2 separate regions of the Ovis aries genome follow, and region 1 is linked to region 2. Evidence: chromatin contacts called from public Hi-C data. All regions are on one chromosome and are shown on one strand. The core of a region is the stretch at or near the end of the contact, and the rest is flanking DNA. Distances in the headings are between cores, read along the strand shown.

Evidence for each region. Hi-C and Micro-C count contacts between places; a contact is called where the count stands out from the background.
Region 1: a Hi-C map of blood shows a contact between it and region 2, with 3 times the contacts expected there. The contact joins the promoter of TMEM115 here to the promoter of CISH in region 2. A contact is called at or near these places in 2 of 16 Hi-C or Micro-C datasets (blood and mixed tissues).

What each region holds. Positions count from the first base shown.
Region 1 is chr19:50,038,297-50,045,660 of ARS-UI_Ramb_v3.0, reverse strand. It overlaps TMEM115 (transmembrane protein 115), which reads right to left and starts at 4,158. Exons shown (of 2, transcript XM_004018437.6): 1 at 2,877-4,158; 2 at 1-211. The coding sequence starts at 3,727. The coding sequence ends at 7. CACNA2D2 (calcium voltage-gated channel auxiliary subunit alpha2delta 2) reads right to left here. Exons shown (of 38, transcript XM_060402529.1): 38 at 6,384-7,364.
Region 2 is chr19:49,800,141-49,806,811 of ARS-UI_Ramb_v3.0, reverse strand. It overlaps CISH (cytokine inducible SH2 containing protein), which reads right to left and starts at 3,484. Exons shown (of 3, transcript XM_004018434.4): 1 at 3,334-3,484; 2 at 1-89. The coding sequence starts at 3,353.

The sequences.
Region 1 (7,364 bases), core at 2,909-5,408, 240 kb before region 2:
CTAGAGTTACAGCGTTGGGGGAGCTGCCTCAAAGGTGATCAGGCTGGATTCTGGGACGGCCCCCTTCCCTGGGAGTGTGGGGGCCTTGTCTGATGGCACGGGGCTATCCATCTTGGCCCCAGCCTCCTCTTCATCGTCGTCCATGCTGGGCCAGACGGATTGGTCCTCCACTCGCTTCAACCGCTCGTTGAGGGCCTTCAGAGCCAGTTGCCTGGGGCCAGGGAAAGATGACAGGTCACTATGGGTCTGAACGTGGTTCATGCCCTGTATTCTTTCCCTCAGGAAACTGACTTGCCTTACTGCTCACATGCCTCTCAAAATCCTATGTGTTCTTCCCCATTGCAGGGCCCAGGGCTCCCCAGGGATCCGATTAGGACTCTGCCATCCAAATGAGGACCCAAAAGCTGTAGAGCACTCCCTCCATAGTTTGGACACCTTCAGGCTGAGAATGCTGGGTGCCCACCAGGCTGCCCCTAGGCCAGCCCGACATGGTTCTGAGGATGGTGCCTAAGGCTAGGCAGAACTGCGACCCAGGGCAGATCCCTGGACGCATGAATTTCTGCTGGGCACCAGCATCACACTGAAGGCATAACTTCTCCCCATCTCCTTGTCAGGAGTGTTGTGAACCCCCTGGCAAGGGTCTGTGGGGAGGTTTGGAACTTGAGTCCTTGCCTTGGCTCTCAGCCTGGGAAAGCAGGGCCAACTTGGGTTAGCTCACCCCTCCTAACTGACTCTTAGCATTGGCTTTCCCAGAAGAACCCCCAACACCACCAAGACCTGGGTTAGAGCAGGAACACATAGTTTCCTAGCGGGAAGAGAGGAAGGAAAAACAGCCCATGTGGGTAGGGCACAGGCCAGGCCTGGTTCCACTGGGCAGACCCCTGGAGACCCCACCCTGAAGGGAAGTGGGGAAGTTCGCTAAAAGAAGGTATATACAAGGACCTGGGACCCTGCCCATCAGGAGGTGGGCTGCTCATGCTGCCAGGGAGCACTCCTCATAGTGGTCACTGTGGACCCCTTCTGCCACCAGCATGGGAGACCCATATAGCCTTCCATGTTCCAGAAGAAAACCAAAATCTCCACCATGCCAGGGGACATGACAGGAGGAGCAACAAGAAGACAGGCACGCAAAGCCCCAGCACTCCACCCTGTCCTTCAGCCTGGCATCATGGCAAGTTGGCACAGACAGAACAGTCCTTCCCTCTACTACCCAGGCTCCCATTCTGGAGACTGCCTTGCCAATTCTGTTTAAAACCTGCCGAGGTAGTGGCATGCTCATCACTCCGTCACAAGGGTCAAAGAAGGGAAACCCTGCTCCCACTATTACTGGCTCTTTGGGGCAGGGAGTGTGGCATGCAGCAAGAGATCAAACTGCTTGGTAAAGTGACCCCTATCCCGAAGCAAGGTAACAACCACAAGGCTATGCCAGGAACCCCCTTCCTGACACCACACCCCAACATGCCTCCCACTGTCCAGTTTCTTGGGGCTGTGAAGTTTTTTCGAATGTCCAGCCAACCCTAACAATCCAAGATTTCTCACTAGAGGAGGGGCCACCACTGTGGACTGGGATCACCCGAACATCTCTGAGAACAGTTCAGTTTCCACTAGGCCCAGCCCTTCTGGCTGCATCTCCTCCACCAGTTAAGGTTAAAGATTAATAAAGAACTCAGTCTCTAGGATTGAGAGCCACGGAGACACAAACTGTAAGGCCCACAATCAAGCTCTGTGGCATGCCATGTGTACTAACACCTGGCACCTTGGGCCACAGTAATCTGGCCTTCTCTAGTTGGAAACTCCTTCAGGAGAGGGGTGTGTCCCACACGCCAAAGCCCCAGTGGAGAGGAAGCACTGGAACAAGTCCAGCTGAATTTGTAAAGTTGCCTGCTAAGAACTCATCTCACAGGTATGCAAAAGCAGAAGCCTTTTACAAATGCACAGAGTTGGAACAGAACCTGCTCTAGATTTCACAATTCAAGTAATTGCATAAAAAAACAAAAACGCAAACAACAACAAAAACCACTCAAGAATAATGTTAGAAACAGAGCTGTGCCCACTCTGGTGAGTCCATAGGCCTGGGAGAGAGAAAGAAATGGATTAAAAAAAGATCTGTCTTGCCCTGGCCAAGGTGCAGTAAGTGAATAATTCAGCTGAGACTCCTGATGGTGCAGATGGCTTGGTTTACAGATAATGAAAAGGCTGTCTCCATTCCCTGGTGTGGTCAGCAGGCTCCCTCGGTGGGTCACGTGGCTGTCCCCTGGGTTTGGTGACACATGCCTGCCAGAGTCGGTGTACATGGGCCAGTGGTTGTCTAAGTCTAGTTATACCCCAGGCTTCCCTGTTAATAAATAAGCTGCAAAGAAGCACGACATCTGAATTTAAGGCCCAGGAAGAGGGTGGAGTCCAGCACTTGGAAACTGGGGTGGCCCCAACCACCTCAGAAGGATCCCAGGTCTCCTTCCCTGTCCCTCTCTCACAGGGGAAAAAGGACCAGCGGGTTGCTTCTGGCTCCCACAGGACCAGTGTCAAGAATGCCAAGATTCTGAGACAAGGCCAGGCTTATATGTACCTGGCTCTCCACTAGTCCTCACACAGTTCAAAAGGAAGCAGGGCGTTTCTTGAAACTTAAGCACCCTGAGTGGTGAGAAAGACAACTTTTACTCCCTAATTTTGGAAAGCAACGTATGCAGCCCAGATACCGAAGTGTTGAGATCAAGGCCACAAACTGGATTTTCTCTGAGTCTGCCCCCAACATCTTACTGTAAGCCTGCATACAGCTGCCAGCCTACATACAGCAAGCAAGCACCTCAAAAGATGGAATGTGACCTGATCTGTAAGATTCTCCTAGCTCAACAAGGTTTTGGAAGATTTCACAGTACCTTCTCCGCTCTGCATCTTGAGGGTCTGTGCCTGGGAGGCTGATGGTAATGGAGGATGGGGCGCCCACATCATAGCGCTTCACTGTCTTCTGGCATATCTTTACTTTGACCAGGAGGCCATGCACCAGGTTTGCCAGCAGGCTCACCACAGGCTGCAGGATCTCGGGGAAGAAGGTGGCGAAAGCAAAGTGGTCGGCCATGTCCCCTCGGCCTCGGCTATGGCGCTGGTAGAAGCGAAGATACACCCAACTGGAGATCAGCCCAAAGCCATAGGAGGCCAGTGCCGGGCTCTGGAGCAGTGTGGCCAGCCGCAGCAGCAGCAGCAGCCCCAACAGCAGCATGGGCACCACACTGACACGCACCTGGGGCACTCGCAGGACCACACAGTCCCCCATGGTTTGCTTGAGTGCCACCAGGACACCACCTAGGAAGCCCAGGGCGCCGTGGATGCGGACAGTGAAAAGGTAGACCAAGTTGAAGGAAGCCATGTAGGTGAGGAGGTAGGCGAAGGCCCCCAGTAGCCCCACAGACACGTTCACCACTGAGAAGAAGATGAGCAGCTCCAAGGCCCCCCAGAGGGGCTCCAGCAAACGTCCAGCTACCACTACGGTGGCCAGGCTGATGGCCACATCCCACACATGCTGTTCCATCAACCCATGGGTAGCCAGGGTCCAGATCCAGAAGTTGGGCGGAAAGAGGTAGCCTGGGGTGACCGCCAGGCAGCCCGTGTCCACGGCGAAGGACAGCAGATACAGAAATAGTACCGCCGCGCACAGAGCCTTCACCACCACACTGGCGCTGGACAGAATGGCCCCCAAGTGTTGGCGGGCGCCCGGTAGGGCGCGCTGCATCTTCTTCGCGGGCGTTGGCCTGAGGGAAGGGTTTAGTGGGCTAGGGGCCTCCCCGGGGCCTCTTCCCAGTCCGGCCCCGACGGGAGGCCCGGGCCCGACCTAGTCACTGGCCTATGGCCCCGGTGAAGGCTTCTACTTCCGGTCGGGTCGACTCCGGTCCCAAAGGGCAGAGCCGGGCCTGGTCGGTCGCGGGGCCGGGGCCTAGGCCCCTCGACGGGGAATCTGAGGAAAGGCCCCGAGCAGCTTAGGCACCACCGCCTGCCCGCCCGCCCTGTGTGGCCACAGCGCCGACCGGGCTGGCGGTGATCTCAGGGCTCGATCTCCTCCATCCACTCTGGGGCCTCTTACGGTCCGCGCGGCGCGGAGACTAGTTCTGGGCCGGAGTCAAGTCTGGTCAGCTCCGCCTCGGCCTCGGTCTCGGTTTCGACAGTACCTCCTCCCTTCTCAGGCGCCGACAAACAGGGCGCTGCGCCTGCGCGCCCCCGACGGAGGCAGGAAGCCCTCTGAGCGTCGGCCTTGCGGCTCCGCGGCATGCTGGGACATGAAGTCCTCGGCCACACTGGGACCTGCGGCGATCAGGGCTCTGGGTAGAACAAGTCCCAGGAGGCTGTGCGGCGGGAGAGGCGGGTGTGCTTGGGAGTTGTAGTGCTCAGGACCGTGGTCGCCGGTTCTCCAGACGTGGGGGGAAGGCGAATGACCTCTGGAGAGCCGCGAGAACCAGCGGCTGCACAGCTGCACGCCATGCACTTTCTGAATTTCCCGGGAGGCGTGGCTCCATGTCTGACCGTACATCTGAGTGGGTGTGTCCTTGTAGGCAGGTGTGCGAGTTAAGAATGTTGGATGACCGGGCGCGAACTCCTGGAACTTCCACGGTCGGGTGTATGCCTGACCCAGGTTGGAATTCTTGCTCTGTCATCTGACGGATGCGTGGCATTGGCCAAATTCCCGAACTTTATTGAAACTCAGTTTCATGGACCGTTGAATGGAGATGATGACGGGACCTACCGTGAGGATCCAAGGGGACTGGGATGTAAAATGCAGTCCACCCTGGTTGCTCAGCGAGTGTGCTGCCCATGCTGCCCTTGTGTACAAGTGAGGTGGAGCCCACACTTGAACTCCGGTCTCCAGCCCCAAAAGGGGTGAGGCAGGACCTCTCTCAATGACTCTTCCTCACCCAGTCAATGGATGATCCTGATGGAGAGGTCTCTCCACACAAACTTGAATCAGGCTGGCCTTGGACCCCTGTCTCACTGCAGTGGTGGCTTCAAGCAGCCACCTGAAGCTACCTGTGCAAAACTGGATTTTTAAAATGTGCATATAATTAATTATGTAACAAAGCACATTTTAAAAGTACAGAATCCCTTCCTTTCCACCAGCAGTACAACTGCTGATGTGTGCATAGTCTTCCAAATCACACGTGTTGCTATGCCTTAACTTTGGGGTCTGGGTTCCCGCTGGATGCTACGCAGGGGTAGGGTTGCTAGATTTAGCAAATCAAAATACAGGCCAATGAGATTTGAATTTCAGATAAACAATTTTTTCAGGATACATGTGACTCCAATTTTTATAGTTATGTCCCATGCAATGTTGGGAACATACTAAAAAATATTAATTATCTGAAATCCCAGTCAGATTAGATGTTCTGTATTTCACATGGCAGATCTAACCCAGGACCTCTGGGGCTGTTGCCGAGCATGGGAGCTGTCTCAGGGACTGCTAGTCTTTGCTATGTGGCCAACCATTGTGGAGGGTGAGGAAAGGTGTCTTCACTAACGCCTCGAATGCCTCCTTTCATTTATTTAGCATCCGAGGTTCCTCAGCCACAGGCAACCTCATCTTAGAAACCTTTGGTGGTTTCTTGCATCTGGGAGGAAGGATTTCTCCTAAGTCTCAATTTGCTCACCAGAAGTATGGAGATAAACTGGTATCTAACTCTTAAGGTTGTGGTGAGGACTCAGCTGGGTGAGTGCAGAGTATGGAATGTGTACAGTTAAGTGTCAGTGGAAAACCTCTGCACTGGTGGTTGTCTTTCCCCTTGAACACAAAGGTTGCACAGTAGGGTTCACTAGTAAGAGTTAGGATTAAAATGAACAAGGGTGTAGGGCTTGCCAGAGGGAGGCCTGAGAGGATTTGCTGAAAAGTATTCAGAGCTGTGTTCTAGTGTGAGCAGCAGTGGCCAGAGAGGCCCAGGCCTCCGCTGGGCTGGGAAGGAGCACCCATCATGCTTGCAGGGGGTAGGCAGAACTTGGCTTCCTCCAGACAGCCAAAGTGGCCCTCCAACACCAGGCCATGGACTTGGACTGGGTATTCACTTTTCATTCCACGTGGAGGACCTGCTCACTAGGCCCCAGTCTGATCCCATTGGCCAGAAGCTTGCGTCTCATCTCCATCTTCTTTCTTCCATGGTCTTGGCCTTGAGCCTCTGGGAAACTTTTTTTTCTTTAAAGAGTTTTTCCTGAAGGCTTTTGAGATGATTATAGAAGACAAAGGATGTCAAGGATCTGGCACTTAGGAGACCTGAGAAGCATCAGGCCTTCCACCCACCAGAGACCTGGATTGGTATGGCTTCACTCCCAAATGAGTGGTAAGTGCTCAGGGCCACCTATCTTCAAGCCACCCAATCCTCACTCCAGGCAGACACAGTGTATGGGAACCATTTGAAGTGAAAATATGAACATTATTTAATAACTGATCTTCTGTAATAAACCATTTGAAAATATTTTACAAGGAATCACACACACAGTATTTTACAAAGTTTCTTGACTTTTTTGTCGCTGTTGTTTTTCCGACTTGTCTGTACAAAATAGAACAACCAAAAAAAAGGGCAGATAAAAGGAAATGGCCCCCCAGTCCCCCCCAGATCCCCCGAGCCCGAGGTGAGGGGACAGCCAGGTCAGGTGGGTGATGAGAAGGATCAGACCCAGCCGGGGGTTGGACAACTACCTGATGGGGATTGTTTTGTCTGCTTTTCTTTTTTAAACTTAAAATATATATTAATTTTTCTGTATATGTTTGATTCTTTTTTATTTTTATATTCTCCATTGAGCACCTGACTACACTACAGTTACACACACGCCCCCACAAGACATGGCTGGCGTCTAGGCTGGGTGTACAGCATGGGTGCCCACCCTGGCACCAGCAGCAGGCATGGACCATACATACACACACTGAGAAAGCGACAAGCAACGTAACATTAATTAACGGAGCCATTAATTAATGCATCACCCTCCCCCCTCCTCCCAGTCCATCTGAGCCCCACGGCCACATCCCCCTGCCCTCAGTCCCCCAATGGCCCCCAGGCTGGGACGCCTTTGAGGGAAATGACCAGAATGAACGGTGTGAAGAGATGTTCCCAGGCCCAGCCTCTGTGTGTGCACAGAGTGTGTATATGTGTGTGCATATGTGCAAATGTGTGTTCAGGGAGGAGCAGTTTGGCCAGGGAGTGTGTGTGTGTAAGAGGGAAAGATAGGCCTGAGTGTGTAAGGGCCAGATTGGGGGTGGGATGATCCAGCTAGGAGTGATCAAGTCACCGCCACTAAGGCAAAGGGCGATGTCTGGTGAGAGTTCCTCTGCTGAGGGGTGCAGGCAGTGGCATGTGGTCCCCCTGGGGGCCTGACACTAGTGAGAAATGGTTACA
Region 2 (6,671 bases), core at 2,235-4,734:
AAGGTTGCATAACTGGTTGGGGCAGCTCCAGGGACTGGGCCCACAGGGGCCGCTGCCCAGTCTGCTCCACGGCCAGCAAAGGACAAGGTCTAGAAGGAGGTGCGTGGGCAGTGAGTGGAGACCCTGTGCTCTCTCCATTTCCAGAGAGCCCCTCTGCCCCAGACTGGCTACGTGACCTCTGGCGAGTCTTTCTCACTGTGAGCCCCCATTTCCCCTCTGCTCCGTCATGAGACTAGTATTCCACCTCCCACTTGTCAGCACAAAAGGCTCCCTTGATGACCTCCCCCACATATGAACCCCCTTCTGAAAGAGACTGTCCCACCCTCCTGCATTTATCAAAGAGCAATTATAGTTGGAGCCAGTATCCACGGGGAGATGGTTCCAGGAGATGGAACCTGTGGATGCTTGAGTCCCTTGTATGAATGGGGCAGTACAATGAATACACGGGCCCTCTGTATCCCCAGGTTTCACATCTGCAGGGACAAAGAGCCATCTGTAATCTCTCTTCTGTTTTGTACCAACCAAATCCATAGATCATTCCCTGTAGGCATCCCTAGTTCACAGTGGCCAGTTGGGGTTCCCACCATATAGACAGGATCCAGTGCAAAGAGGCCCCACAATGGTGCCCTCCTGGCAGAGGTGGCTGATTAAATGCATGGTCCTGGTTGAGCCAAGGGATGGGTCACATGCTACCTCCCCATGGACAACAGTGTCTGTCAGAGGGACCTTGCTCTACACTGGCCAGGCCTTAGAGGCTAGAATTATCTCCCCGAACAGGTCAGACTCCCATCCTGTTCTCTCCTCCTCCCAGCTGAGGGTCTCGGGTACACAGTGGCCTCTAAAGGCATTAAGTTCCACCTCCCATAAATATGAGCTCCCACCAAAGGGCAGGGTACTCATCCCACATTCCAGATCCCACTCTGACAAGCCTGCCCTACCAGACACCGTGATCTTTAGCAAACACTGCTCTTCACTAGAGGTCCACTTCCCTGCTGCCCCAGTGAGCGGTCATCCCAGCCCAGACACTGAGGGGTTGGGCCACACCATATTCTCAGATGACTAGAATTGGGTTGCTGAACCAGCCCCAGTCTGAGTAGTAGCTTCTCTTTAAGGGAAGCCCACCCAGTGCAGTGATCCTGGGGGTTCTTGGGAGTGAGCAGCATGGCCCTGGTTCCCGTGGAAGAGACTGCCAGTCCTTTCCCACTCGTCACAAAAGAAATCCTCGGATCTCAGTTCTGGGTCTGGTTCTCTGCCAGGCCTCAAGACATCAGGATCATGTAACCTTGGCCCCTGCCCTAAAGGAGTGCTCATAACCCAAAGTCATAAAAAAACAAAGGATGTTACAGGGGAGTCAGGGTCAGCCTGCTCCTGAGCTGAGTCTCAGGCCAGAGGAAGAAGCAGTGAAGGCACCACAGGCCGAGATGACGACATTGGGAAACACTGCCAGGTATTGTTTACGCGGCAGGAAGAGGTAGGCAGGAGCTGGCGGCAGGAGCCAGGGAGAGGAACCAGATCTGACCATGTAAGTTATAGATGACTCTTAGAAGATTTTAACAGATAGGGGCCAGCAACTGCTCGTGAGAAGAAGGGGCCATAAGACCCTGGCATACCATAGCCTGGTGACCCTTCTTCACTCCCACTCTGGCTGCACTGCGGGAGCTCTGGACTCCCTCTAGAAGAGCTGGAGGCTGAGATCCAAGCAACTGGCTGAGGGCCTCCCTACTGGGTCCCAGAGCTCAGCTCAGGCCAGGGAGCCTTCTAGGACTATAGAAGGTGGTTAGCCAATCAGACCAGATAGTCTCTGGGGGTGGCCATGTCCAAACAGCTTAGCATATGTGGGTGTAGGGACCTCTAGGGATGATGATATGATATCTGGATGTGTGAGCGGCTGTATTGGTCACCACAAGCTCCTGGTGAGTGACTATATATATCTGGGGAGGGGTGTGTCCACAGCTGTGTTATTGTGTCGTGGTGGCGGTGATGGCTGTGGTGCTCCAGGTGTAGGTGGCCAGTATGTGAGGGTGCCTGCTGCGCAGCCCAGCCTGTGCATTCTGTTTGGGGACATAAACTAGTGAAGCAAACTCAGCCCTGAGCAGGTAGCCCTCAGCAAAGCTGACACCCCAAACCTACAGGTGGGAATTCCTGCTCCCCGGCTCAGGAGAGCACTAGCTGGTCTTGCTCCCTGACAAGACCACTGGCCTGATGCACTGATATTCCAAGGGGGCCTTCAGCTGGAGCAAAGTGAGAGAGTGTGGGGCCCCAGAATTGGCTGGGGTCCTGTGAACCAAGGCAGGAGCGTGGGGGAAGGTGTCCGGGAGTCCCAAAGTGCAGAGAGGAGAAAGGGAGACGCTGGAGATGATCAGGGAGAAACTGAAGCAGGTACAGTCTTCCTAGCACCTCCAGGTGCTGGAAGCAGGACTGTTCAGAGCTGGGGGCACTTCAGCCTTGCCCCACCTTCCACCCTTCCTCACTTGCTACCATACCAGTTTTGATAACAGCAGTCACTGGGCCACCTAGTTCTCTCTGGCTGTGGAGCACCCACTCACATCTCCTTTCACTCACCCTGGAGCTTCTGAGCTCCTGTCAGATGAGTCTGGAGAGCATCAGACCCTTGGTTGAAGGGGACGCTGAGGTTCTGGTCAAAAGGAATGTGTTAAGAATGCTCAGCTGAAGCCAAGACTGTCTTATAAGCCTGCCCCCCCCCCCCCCCGCTGCCGCAAGTTTTTGGGAAACTTGGAGAAGGGAGGCAGGAGCCAAGGCACTTCTCACATTGGGATCCCATATCGGACTGAGAGTAGGGATGAGGCCATTGTGAGGGGGGCCTCAGACAGGGCTGGGTCAAGCCTAGTCTCTTCCAAGAGCTGCTTGTTCAGCAGGTGCCAACCTGGATAGAGGTAAGGATCTCGGATTGGTTTCCCAAGAAGAGCCTAACTGCGAGCCTGAGGCAGGAGAGTGGATGGCAGGACAGAAAGGGGCAAGGGCTGGCCCATGGTCACAGTAGGTTATTGGGCTGGCAGGCCAGGGTAGAGCGCTCCCGATCCAGAACGGCTGGGCAAGTGAGCCACGTCTGGGAGGAGGCGCTGCCTGAAGCGTCCACCTTTTCCAGCCAGAACCCAAGCTGTTTCCCCTGTGTTTCTCCTGTCGCTAGCTGACCCCCAGTTTCCGTACCCACAGTGCCAGTAGAGGTGGTGACGATGTTGTCACCTTTCTTTGTTATCACACTCCCGAGGTCTTTCTCCAATCAAGTCCTCTTAATACTCGGTGGCTAGCACGAGGCCAGTTCTCCGCCGCGTCCCGGCGCGGAGCTGGGCTGGGGCAGAGAGCCGCACTTACCCCTGAACGCAGAGGACCATGTCCCGGCAGCTGCAGCTGTTGCTCCGGAGCTGAGGCTCGGCCTGACGGCGGCGGGTGGAGTGAGCCAGTGGGCGCGGATCGCGCTCGCAGGGCAGGCTCCCGGGATGCACGGGCGGCGGGCCGGGACTGTGAGGTGGCTTCGCGGGCGCGCCGGGAGGGCGCGGGGGGCGGGCCTGGAGGACAGGGCGGGGCGAACAGCCTAATCTTTTGTCCTCTGTGTCCCAGCCCTTCCCGGAAGCGACGTCTTCCTAGAACCGCCGGCTGTGCTGTCTGGCGGCGAGGGGCGCGGGTGGGGGGCGCCGGCTCCCTTAGTCTGGGGCTGAGGGTCGCTAAAGGAAACACCTTTGACAGATTTCCAAGAACTTTCCAGGAAAATGGGGCGGGGCCCTGCGCGCCGACCAGTCGCAGTGCAGGAGGTGGGGCCGAGTGGTCAGGGAGGGCCAATTAGAGCGCTTGGATTCGAGGCTGACGTGAGCCAAGGGGGTTGGGCATGACTTAGAGACCAACCGGTGAAAACCAAGTTGAATAGGGCTAGGGAGAGGCCGGTGCTTTACCTACCTGAGCTCAGATTTCCTTCGGGGCACTCCGCTTCGTTAGCGACAGGCCCGCTTATCTCTGGATAGGACCGGTGGCAGCACGAGGGCGCGGCCACGGGTCTGTCCGCCCAGCTAGTGGCTCCTCCAAGGCGGTGTGCTGGTGTGCAGGCGCCCCCTATAGGCTGCACTCGGACCCCTGGACCCTGTGTGGGGAGGCGGGTGGCATGGGTTATGGTTTGGAGAGAAACATTAGGGGAAAAAAGGGATTCAGAGGGAGTATCCAGATCCAAGCAGGTTCACGGAGGTCAAGCCTGAGGCCACTGCAGCCAATAGGATCCAAGCGAGAAGGTTTCCCCTGGGAGTTGCGGAAGAAGGCACCATCCCAACCTTTGCACTCTGTGGGGCCATCCAGTCTCGGCCCTAAGCTGGCCTCTGGCCAGCCCTCCAATCAGGGAGGAAATGACTACCAACTTGAGGAGACAGGCAAGGATAAAGAGCCCCCAGCTCTCCTCACAGGACAGTTTAGATGTGTCTCTGGCTTGGTGGGCCCCCTAAAAATATGGGAGAGAGACCTGGAGCTCCAAACCCCCAGCGATAAACTGAAGCTAGGGGATAAAAGTAGAGCGGAGGAACAGTGACAGCCTCTCCCATCTACACGGAGCACCTGGTACGTGCGATCCTCAATAGCTGGTATTTCTCCCATTATTGCTGAGCCCCAGGGAACATCCCCTACCATTGATCCTTTCCACCTTTTCCCATTCACTGGACTCACCGAGAAGCATCCTTAAAGGGGCTGCTCACATATCCTCGAAGCCCGTGGGCCAGGAGATGAGAGAATTGGAGCAGTGGTAGGGTCCATCCCACCTTCCCAGTGTGTACCCCCCAAGTTCCCAGAAAAGAAGGTAAACTTCAGGTCCCCTAGCAGGGATGACAGGCTCCTGGCAGTGTCCAGAGGCATAAATGGTAGTATCCAGGCTTTCCCCAGGGCAGACAGGGCTGAGTTTGTCCTGCCTGGGAGGGGATGGAAGACTGAGGGATCCAAAAGCAAAAGGCCACGATGCAGGACAACATTACAAAAATAATTGGTTCATGTGAGAAATGACTTGATGAAACTCACTTCTCATGAAACCCAAGTTCCTGAAGGGAATTTGAACTTCAGTGTAGCCCCACTTCAGTTCAGTTCAGTCACTTAGTTGTGTCTGATTCTTTGCCAACCCATGGACTGCAGCACGCCAGGCTTCCCTGTCTATCACCAACTCCCGGAATTTGCTCAAACTCATGTCCATCAAGTCGGTGATGCCATCCAATCATCTCATCCTCTGTCGTCCTCTTCTCTTGCCTTCAATCTTGCCCAGCATCAGGGTTTTTTTTAAATGAGTCAGTTCTTTGCATCAGGTGGCCAAAGTATTGGAGTTTCAGCTTCAGCATCAGTCCTTCCAATGAATATTCATGACTGATTTCCTTTAGGATGGACTGGTTGGATCTCCTTGCTGTCCAAAGGACTCTCAAGAGTCTTCTCCAACACCATAGTTCAAACATCAACTCTTCGGTGCTCAGCTTTTTTTATGGTCCAACTCTCACATCCATCAACCCACTCCAGTATTCTTGCCTGGAGAATCCCATGGACGGAGAAGCCTGGTAGGCTACAGTCCACAGGGTCGCAAATAGTCGGACACGACTGAGCGACTTCACTTCACTTCACTCACATCCATACATGACCACTGGAAAAACCAAAGCTTTGGCTAGAAGGACCTTTGTTGGCAAAGTGATGTCTCTGTTTTTTAATATGCTATCTAGGTTGGTCATAACTTTTCTTCCAAGGAGCAAGCGTCTTTTAATTTCATGGCTGCAGTCACCATCTGCCGTGATTTTGGAGCTCCCCAACAATAGTGTCTGTCACTGTTTCCATCATTCCCCCATCTATTTGCCATGAAGTGATGGGACCAGATGCCATGATCTTAGTTTTCTGAATGTTGAACTTTAAGCCAACTTTTTAACTCTCCTCTTTCACTTTCATCAGGAGGCTCTTTAGTTCTTGTGGTGTCATCTGCATATCTGAGGTTAGTGACATTTCTCCCGGCAATCTTGATTTCAGCTTGTGCTTCATCCAGTCCAGCATTTCTCATGACGTACTATGCATACAAGTTTAATAAGCAGGGTGAAAATATATAGACTTGATGTACTCCTTTCCTGATTTGGAACCAGTGTGTTGTTCCATGTCTAGTTCTAACTGTTGCTTCTTGACTTGCATACAGATTTCTCAAGAGGCAGGTCAGGTGGTCTGGTATTCCCATCTCTTTCAGAATTGTCCACAGCTTGTTGTGATCCACACAATCAAAGGCTTTGGCATAGTCAATAAAGCAGAAGTAGATGTTTTTCTGGAACTCTCTCAATTTTTCTATGATCCAGCGGATGTTGGCAATTTGATCTCTGGTTCCTCTGCCTTTTTCTAAATACAGCTTGAACATCAGGAAGTTCACAGTTTACGTACTATTGAAGCCTGGCTTGGAGAATTTTGAGCATAACTTTGCTAGCGTGTGAGATGAATGCAATTGTTTGGTAGTTTGAACATGCTTTGGCATTGATTTTCTTTGGGATTGGAATGAAAACTGAACTTTTCCAGACCTGTGGCCACTGATGAATTTTCCAAATTTGCTGGCATATTGAGTGCAGCACTTTCACAGCATCATCTTTTAGTATTTGAAATTTAGTATTTGCAATAGCTAAACTGGAATTCCATCACTTCCACTTGGCTTCACATTCCAGGAATGCATCTGGCTC